Regions from separate parts of the Hordeum vulgare genome. Here region 1 is linked to region 2. Evidence: chromatin contacts called from public Hi-C data. All regions are on one chromosome and are shown on one strand. Each heading gives the region's core, a stretch centred on a gene start, on an enhancer-like site or on the middle of the called end of the contact. The rest is flanking DNA. Distances are from core to core; before and after follow the strand shown. Region 1 holds the start of LOC123445119 (ubinuclein-1-like). Region 2 holds the start of LOC123445117 (probable methyltransferase PMT26).

Region 1 (4,883 bases), core at 1,535-4,034, 200 kb before region 2:
CAACACTTCATAGCAATGAGGCAAGGTAAAGATCTTTCCTTTCTTGATCTTCCCCTTCTTGGTTGTCCTCGTCTCTTCTTTGAACAAGTTTTGTGCAATGTTGTACTACAAGAAAAACAAAACAAGTTAGCACTTCGGACACCAAAAACAAGTATGATGAACATGTATGAGATGCCACTTACTCTATCATCCTCATTTGTGCCACTTGGATTAAGCTTGTCAACTGCCTTTTGTGCGGCCGCCCACTTTTGACAATCCGAGTTGATTGTCGACCATCGGGATCGAAGTGATCTCTCGGAGCGGTCAATTCCACTCACGTTCTGAGCATCAAAGTGTTCTTTCATTCGCCCCCAATAAGCATCTCTACTTTGATCACCTCCAACGGATGGATCCCTCGACACTTGCAACCAAGTATTGCATAGTAATTTGTCATTGTTGGTGGTGTAATTGCCCGCTCTTCCTTTCGGCGCCTCGACAATGCCCTCACCCTCCTCGTCCACCTCAAACTCATGGTCGCTCAAATGGATGTCATTGGTTTGAGACCAATGCGAATTGTTGGACCCAACACCCATAGTTAACATGTATGCATCATCGTTGAGACTACAAAGTTTTTTGAACAATGCAAATATAAGCTATCTATATGATGATGCATTGAAAAAATAACAAGAAAATAAAAGTTGGAATTTTTTTCACCTTGGGGGCATTTTGTCGAACACGTGGTGCGCGTCGGCCGCCGGCTCAACGAGTGAGCTCGCCGGCGCTTCGGTAGACGCCGCGCCCGTCCGCCGCCCTGCAAGCTTCTTCTTCGCCTTCGAGCTGCCGGAGCCGTCCGTCGCCTTCTTCTTCGCGGATGTTTTTCCTTTCTTCGGCTCCGACGCATTGCGGAGCTTTGACGGTGCGGCGGCGGCACGGGACGGCGTCGGCGCGACGCCACCCGTCGGCGTGGTCATCCGCGGCGGCAAGAAGAGGCTGCGCGCGAGGCCGACGGTCGGCGGAGCTCCGGCGGCGGCGGCGCCAGCGCCAGCGCCAACGCTCGCCGCGCTAGGGTTTTCGGCGGCGGGGGGGTCGCGGCTGTACAACGAGGTCAGCGGGGTGTCGGTGTGCGCGTCCATGGTGGCAGGGGCGCTGGCGCCGGCGCGCGCGGGTGCAAAGGAGGAAGAAAAGGGCGAGTTCGCGCGCGCGCTCGAGTCTGCCGCGCGCGGAAGTGGACGCCCGAAATACAAAACACGGGATGAGGCTATAGCCAGCGCGTCCAACTCGTTTTAGCGCGCGCGTGGTTTTTGCGCGCCCGCTGGAGCTGTCCGCCGCGTTGCGCGCGCGCTATAATTGCCTTTTTTGCGGCGTGACGCTAGTATAGCGCGGCTGTTGGAGATGCTCTAAGGTCCTTATTTTTAGAACTCCTTGAGATTTTTGAACATGCAACATCACTCTAAAACTGGTTCAATGTATTATATGATTTCTTTAATGACTAAAAGTTTCTCACGAGCGTGGAGAGATATAAAACGAGAGCCAACTAAGACTAGTCAAACAACAACAACAACAACAACAACAACGCCACCACCACCACTAAAATCTTTAGTCCTAAACAAATAGGGTAGGCTAGATTTAAAACTCATAAGATCTCGCAATCACTTCATGGTTCTCACACATGTATAGCATGCTTCCAGAGACCCCTGTTTATGGCTAGTTCTTTGATGATACTTCAATGCTTCAGATTTCTTTTTACGGACTCCCTCATATCAAGTTTAGTCTACCCTACCTTCTTTGACATTATTAGTACACTTTTAGCCGTCCGCTATGGTGCTACACGTGCAAATAAACTTCTTACAAAGTTTAAAGTTTAGTATGAATTGCACAAATGTTTTTGTACTCGCACCTTTCACAAATATAAGATGATATAACTTTTTACCGAATCAGATGTATATAGACAAATTTTATTGTATTAGCAAAAGGACTTGTGCGTTGCAACAAAAAACACTTAGTTCAAGATTTTACAAGGCCATGTCTTCTATTTGATACACTATATTTAGTAGGTATAGATTTGTTTAGTCATTAGGTATACATTTGTTCACTCATTTTAGAGCGTATATAGTCCACACTGAAGTATCAAAACATATTATATTTGTCAACAGAGGGAGTATATAACTTTATTGTTTGTGTAAATGGATCTATGCCACTATCTCGTGCTAAAATGTGAACTGCATTGTAAATCAATCCGTGGTTGGATGGTTAGAAAAACAGAGGTGTCTTAATCCATCAAGTTTCAAGTCCTAAACTTTACATGGTGCTCGTATTTTTTTTTTTGATTTATTTTAGAACTTTTGATGACGTGCATATAGTGAGAGGAAACAGTGTTTCCGTCCACTATGAAGACATTTGTGGTAACTTCGTCATTGTCAACATGATGTGTCCGTCTAATCTTTTGAAGGTGTTCATAGAAATAGAATATGTATGTGTATATTTATAGAAATGAATGTATGTATGTATATATGAGCGGCTCGTGTGTACGGTCTTAAAAAAATACAAACTGCACCTCCAACAGGGTGATTACGTTATAAATTTATCCTTTTTCCGAGGGGTGGTAAGTCAAATCTATCCTTGACAACGAAAAGGGTTCCCTAACACGGCTAGCACGGGCTAGAAACGTTGGCCCAAAACCATGGGCCGGTGCAACTTTAAATGCTATAGCAAATGTGGACCGAGCATGCCGTAAAGCAGGTCAAGGAAGGAAAAACAGGTCCAAAGCCCAGGCGCGGCTCCCTCCTCTAAAACCACGAGCCGACGGCGGCGAGACCGCGAGCCAACGGCGACGAGAAAGCTACACGACTCGGCGGTTATCCCACACCCCGCCCCGCCGCGCGTCGCCGTCCGCATTCGCTCCCATCCCCGCGCCACCCGCCGCCTTCTCCCCGACCGAATCCGACGGCCTCCTCCTCTCCTCGCCTCCTTTAATCCTCTCCCCACGCGAAACCGTGGGCGCTCTCGTCTCCCTTCACTCCTCGCTCCTCCGCCCCGTGACACCCAACCCTCCAAAACCCTAGCCGTCTGTCGCCGCGGCTCGATCTAATGCTGTGACCTCCCGACACCGTCCCCGCCTCCCCGCGTCGCGATGGAAGGCCCCGTCGCCGCCCCCTCCTCCTCCGCCGCGCCCGCCGTCGCTAGGGTTACGGCCGCCGCGCCCTCCGCTGCCGCGGCCCCGCAGCCTCTCGCCGCGCAGCAGCCGCCTGCCGCCGCGGTCGCGGGAGCCGCGGCGGGGTGCCGCAGGCAGGTGTTCTCCGTGGAGCTCCGGCCCGGTGAGACCACCATTGTGTCGTGGAAGAAGCTGCTGAAGGAGGCCGGGCACGCGGCGGCCGCACCTTCGCAGCCGCTGGCAGTGGTGCCGGCGGAGCCTGCCGTTGCTGCACAACCGGGCCCGCCCGCTGCGGTAAGCAGTGCTCCTGCTTTGGGTGTTGTCTGTCTGTCGATTGATTTGGGTGTGATAGTTTGCTGCGCAGATTTGACCTGCGGCTAGATGCATAATTGCATCGGTGTGCTCGTTTTCTCTGTCAAAATAGCTGCAAGGGCACTAGAAGCCAAGTGTGCGATATTTCAGTAGTTCAGTATCATTTCCTTCTGTCTTTGTAATTCTTGTAGTAGTTGGTCATGCCACAACCTTATCATTCCACATACATTGCTCTTCACCAAGCATTTTGGTTTCAGATAGTGCATGCTGAACATACGAGGAGTGCTCTGTGTGTTTAACATCGAGTTTATTATACTATTCAAAATCAGGCACACCCTGCAGAAAATGACCCAGAAGATCCAGCACAGCCAAATCGGTTCAATGCCGTTATCGAGAAAATTGAGCGCCTTTACATGGTAAAACGAATAATGACATTATTTCACTCCAAATTGTCCATGCACTGAGTTATGACTCTATTCAAATTGCCAGGGTAAACATAGCAGCGATGAAGAAGATCTTGGTGATGTACCGGACGACGATCAATATGACACTGATGATTCTTTTATTGATGACGCTGAATTGGTTGGTTGCTCAATTCTACTTAGCCTTATCTTATATACATATGAGAACGACCATATGGTTCTTCTGTATCTTTTCTGATCTGATTGATGTGTACTGCACCAATAAACTTCTACCTGCTCTGTATATTGTTGTGTAATCATGCAGAGATGATATAATATTGCTAATAAATCAAACTCTTTGCTTGCTGACAACGTCGATCCCATTCCCATCTTCATCGTAATTATGCACTCCGTTTTTGCTATCTGTTGTATCTGCCTGAACTCTTAGTTTAGTGCTAGGATGAAAACATTATTTTATTAGTTTGAGTTGACAACTCCATGACCCTTCCAGCATTGCAGCAGTAGTTCATTCTTTGTATAGTGTATACACATAATGTGACTTGTATGTCTGGAAACAATTGACTGAATATTCACAGCATATTAGATAATTCTTTGTCTAATTACTTACACCGACTCAGTTTACCTCATGGTAGTCAGGCTTATAGAATTTATCCTAGTAAGTTAACATATTGAAATATTTTTTCTGCAATGCTAATTCATTATATGCACCGAGAAAGAATTGTCGCTGATGGGTGATTGCTTTTCATGTTCCTTATGCTTGCAGGATGAGTATTTTGAAGTTGATAATTTGACGACTAAGCACACCGGTTTTTTTGTTAACAAAGGAACATTGGAACAGATGTAAGGTCCCTCTTTTTTTTGTTATTATTTGATAGAAAATTCATGCCGTCGCTTCTTCTCTTAGCTGGTAAGAGTACATCCATGCCATCATTATGGATGTCTGTTTTTTTAGGATGATATCTTTTTTTTTTGGAACGAAGGCTCCAGAAGAGCCCGACTTTGAATTAACAAAGCCATCA
Region 2 (4,582 bases), core at 61-2,560:
GATTTTCCATTCGCATCATCAAAGGAATCCTTGCTGTCCTCCTTTTCTTTTGGCGGTTCCTTTTCTTCAGACATCTCCACAGGCTTCTCCATTGTGTTCTCAGTGAACTTCTCTTCCTCAGGAGCATCCCTGTTACTATGCGACTCATCTGGAACATTGTCATTATTGTCAGTGTCCTCGAATTTCTCCGAGCCAGCATTGCCGGATGTCGCCGTCTCCTCGGTTTCACCAAAGCCAACTTCTGCGCGTTGATCCTTGACCTCCGTCTTCTTATTGGATGTTGATACCTCTAGTGGCTCCGACCTCTTGTTTGAAGTCGGCTCTACCGGGAAGACGGTGGACGACGTCATCATCCAGGCGCCCACCACGCAGAGCGCCACAAACACCACGACGGTGGTCGTCGTGCACAACGACGAAGACGGCGACGAGGGCCGCCTGCCGTCCATCTTCCCGCCTCGGCCGAATGCCATCAGTCCCACTAGCACATGTACAGGACCACCCCGCTGCACGCGGCCTGTTTATATCAGCTCGATCCACCAAAGGTTGCAGAGCTTTGCTGCTTCCTGCCACACACCGCGCGCACCTAAAGCAAATTAAACTACATCGTTAGAGCCCGGAGCACTAGAAATTTATACTACCAACCAAACCACCAGATCTAAAGAAGGAAGCACCGGATCCGCAGAGCATTACAAAACTCAATGATATAACTCCCAAAAAGGCGTGTCGTTTCCGTATCATGTTCCCTACCAAGGCGACGCTTCCCAAGAGGAAAGCCATGAAAAAGGCAAGCAAATCCCCTTCTATCGGCAAGCATGCAAACATGGATGCAAAGCGCGTGCATTAATGAAGGAAAAAATCAGGCAAATCCCCCTATTCCCTTGCGCGAATCGCAATCGGATCTGTGGGCAGAGCTGGCTCCGAGCTGGGTCGCAATCTAACACAACTAGTAGCGGACGCCATAGCACAGCGGTGCACTAGACCACCACCCAATCAGACGGACGGACAAGCTCGAGCTAGATCCGCTCCGGCGGGCGGGAAGAGGGGGAGGCGGGCAATGCGGAGTCGGTCGGTGGGTTCGTACCTCGCCGGCCGGGGAGCTGGGGCGCGGCTCCGAGCGGATCTCGAGGAGGGGGCGAGGGGATCGAGGAGTGCTTGGATCCGCAGCGTGGCCTCGCCGGGTTATAAAGGGCTGGCCTCCAGCTAGCGTGCGGGAGGGGGAGGGGGAGGAGCGAGGGCAGGCAGTGGAGTGTGTCGTGTGTGTGACAGTGCGAGCGAGCGAAGGAGATGGATGGGGGCAGTGGCGATGGCCGTACGCACGGGTTAAATTAGTGCGAGAATCTTGACTAAAAATGTGGGATTCTCATGAGCTGCCATCTTTTGCAGATTTGCCCTCTCGGGCTCGCATTATTGTGACAAGCCAGTACGTGTACTTTTGTCTACTCACGCTCGGAGTAAGTGAAGCATGATTATATCAAGTGTTAAAAAAAAGCATGATTATATCAATCAACACTAAAAAAAAATCTATGAAAGATAAACTCATTCTCATATGTCTTTTGCCTCTATTTCAATAAGAAGAAAAATATATATATCTATTCCAAAATATTCTGATTTTTTCTTTCAAAATGTATAACCCAGGACACACACACATTCAAATTAATTATATTATTTGATAATACCAATAAATCATGTTGATCCCATTACAGATGAGATGTCCGCGAACCATAATCTAGCGACATATTGTCGACCAATTAAAAAACATCAATGTTGGACAAAAATGCTTCTTGTAGCCATTTCTACATTTTAGATGTTTCAAACAAGTGATTTTTTTTTAAAAAGATCTTACTGTCTTTCCCCGATAGAGGAGTTTGACCCTTTCACTTCTGCCTTTGCCCTTTGTACTCAAATGACTGTCGCCGTTGTTCATGGAAGGGTGGCATCCCACGTGCATGGACTCCATGCCATCTTGAAAAGTATGTGAATGGAAGGCTCCGCCATCGTTGTTTTCCTTATTCGATACTCGGTCAAGTTGGCAATGGGGATTATCTAGGCATGTATTAGACTCTCATCATTGTCCTCGTGACAGTCTCTTCATGCATATCTCTGTCCATGCCCCCATCCGCGAGGATAAAAAAATCCATCCTCGTCCTCGCACGAGTTTTTTTGCGAATAGGACCCTCGCATTAAAAGAAACATCGGACAGTACAAAGCACCTCAACAAAAATGAAAACTATAATGAAATCCTTGAGATGCCCTTCGTCTTCAACCTCTAGACCATGTCGGCAGCGTGCCGCACTACCGCTCCTTCTTGAGTCGGCCTGACGTAGTTGGATGCGGGCGGGAAGTCGTCGAACGGGTAAGAAGACCACATCTTTCCGGAGATGAAGGAGGAAGAATCGTTTATGAAGCTCATTGATGATCAGGATATCCACATAGCCAGAAGAAGTCCTCAAGAACCACACAACTCCCACAATCTTCTCGACATCGCCGCCAAGATGAGGCTGAAGCCGGGAAGACCATATTAAACAAGATGTCGCCGCCATCATTTGAGTGTTATCCCACCAAACCTTAACCCTAAAAGCAGGAAAATGGAGCCCTCCCATCAACGAGGGACGAGATCCACCCCGCTTCCATGGCCTGCAGGCAACAGAAGCGAGGCCGATCGGCGGCCACCGCGATGGGAGGCAAGGGGACCCTAATCGTCTATGCGTGGGAGGGAGAGGAATGAGAGTTTTGTGGGTTTTCATTCTCACGGAAACCCATACCCACAATCCATAGGAACATTCAATAGCATTTCATTCAAAAAAAAATTATTTCATCACAATAAGCAACATGTAAGGGCATGTCCATCGACAACCCTCAAATTTCCTCCCGCATCCGTCCACGGACAGGGGGATCAGTGCGTAGACACGGATGAGGGAGGATGCCATCTAACCATAGCCGCATACATTTTAACAACAATTCGAACCAAACGAACAAAATTCGTGTGAACCTAGCGAATTTTGATATAAACACGACCTATTTCATTTGAAATAGGATAATCTGTACATAAAACCAAACGATATTCCATCTGGTGAACTAAAAACCTTAAACTAAAACCCTAAACTACCCTATACTTGATGGTGACCTCATACACCATGCCTGGTTGGTCGGTGGCTCCTCCTCTGTCATCATCGTCCGCTCTGTCGTCGGAGTTGTCATCGTCGGGCTCGGGGCGGCGGAAGGTGGCGGAGTTAGGACAGGGCTTCCTCCTGCACCGTGCGCATGATGGCCTCGCCGCTTACAACATGGGCAGGAAGGGGAGAGGCCGGCGGACCTTGGATGAGGTGGCATTGGCGGCAGTGATCTTGGCGCGAGACCAATCCTCGTTGTGCTTGGCAATCTCCCCGTAGAACCGTTTGCTCGTCTCTGTCGTTGTCACGGGGTTGTCAAGAGGCCGCATGTTCGCCGGCTCCTCGCCCGCCACATTGTGTGGTAGTGGGTCGTCCGAGTCAGCGAACTCCAACCGGTGCGTCGCGTTGCGCTTGTCTTGCAGGCACGGCCCCCTATCTTTGTACTCGTGCGCTATTATGGTGCTCGAGGACGATGAAGAGTTGTCACTGCCATCGCCGTTGAGATAGTGTTGAAGGCGTTTGGCACGGGGCTGCGACGAGCTGCGCTCCGCCTTGACGCGCTAGGGCGGAGAGAGACACTCCTCCTTGACGCACCGAGGAGGTGGAGAGAGCCGCTCATCCTTCACGCGTCGAGGCGACGAGGAGAGTTTCCCCTCCTTCACGCACATTGGCGGCAGCGAGATGCGTTATTCCTTCATGTGACATCTGATTTGGACGGTGCGGTTGTGCGATGGAGAGCGCGGTGGGGATGCCGGCTTCAACTTTATGGGGAGGAGCGTCCCCGATGGTGGAGCCGGACCGTTGAGGTAGAGCATGAAACGACGGAGCATCGGATCCATTTTCTCCTCGACTCCGTGTCGATGGCGGAGTACAACTGGCCTATCGCTGCTGGCATGGACTGTTGTTGTGGCGGAGGCTAGTCCTCCTCATCGCGAGAGGAGATGACAATATCCGCCTCTGTCGAGGAGCCGCCCACCAATGAGGACAACGATCTCGGAGTTCAAGGGTGGCGTTGCCATGATCCGCGAGAGCCCGCGCTAGAACAGTCGCCAGTTTTGCCCATCACCGGACATGTGGAGGGAGATGTGCGGGGAGATGGGGAGGAGGAGGGTGCAATGTGAACAGCGCCAGAGCGCAACTTATATAATCGCGACCAGGCCATGCAAAGGACCGACCAGCCGCTTCAAAATGAACTCGTCCAACACTTCACTTGAAGACAAGGTGTGGAAGTCCGGCCTTTGACGGATTATGGAGGACACACCTTTGTTGAAAGGAATGATGGCTTTCATGAACTTGCGCTTGACCCAAGTGTCATCCGTGTCCTTGCTCCCATCATCTTGAAGAGAAACGACAAGGGTGGTCAATCTTCGGTAGAGCTCTCTTGGCTCCTCATCTTACTTCATCACAAAACGCATATGCTTCATCAAGAACTACCTCAAAGTTGCATTGATGAATGCTTGATCTCCCTTTCT

What was found. Hi-C and Micro-C count contacts between places; a contact is called where the count stands out from the background.
Region 1: a contact with region 2 is called in a Hi-C map of leaf, with 1.9 times the contacts expected there. The contact joins the promoter of LOC123445119 here to the promoter of LOC123445117 in region 2. A contact is called at or near these places in 5 of 6 Hi-C or Micro-C datasets (leaf, seedling and an unstated tissue) and 1 of 1 datasets of contacts at active chromatin or transcription factors (embryo).

The regions. Positions count from the first base shown.
Region 1 is chr3H:564,117,733-564,122,615 of MorexV3_pseudomolecules_assembly, reverse strand. It overlaps LOC123445119 (ubinuclein-1-like), which reads left to right and starts at 2,784. Exons shown (of 13, transcript XM_045122053.1): 1 at 2,784-3,424; 2 at 3,772-3,858; 3 at 3,932-4,024; 4 at 4,628-4,704. The coding sequence starts at 3,110.
Region 2 is chr3H:563,913,959-563,918,540 of MorexV3_pseudomolecules_assembly, reverse strand. It overlaps LOC123445117 (probable methyltransferase PMT26), which reads right to left and starts at 1,310. Exons shown (of 9, transcript XM_045122051.1): 1 at 1,082-1,310; 2 at 1-583. The coding sequence starts at 470.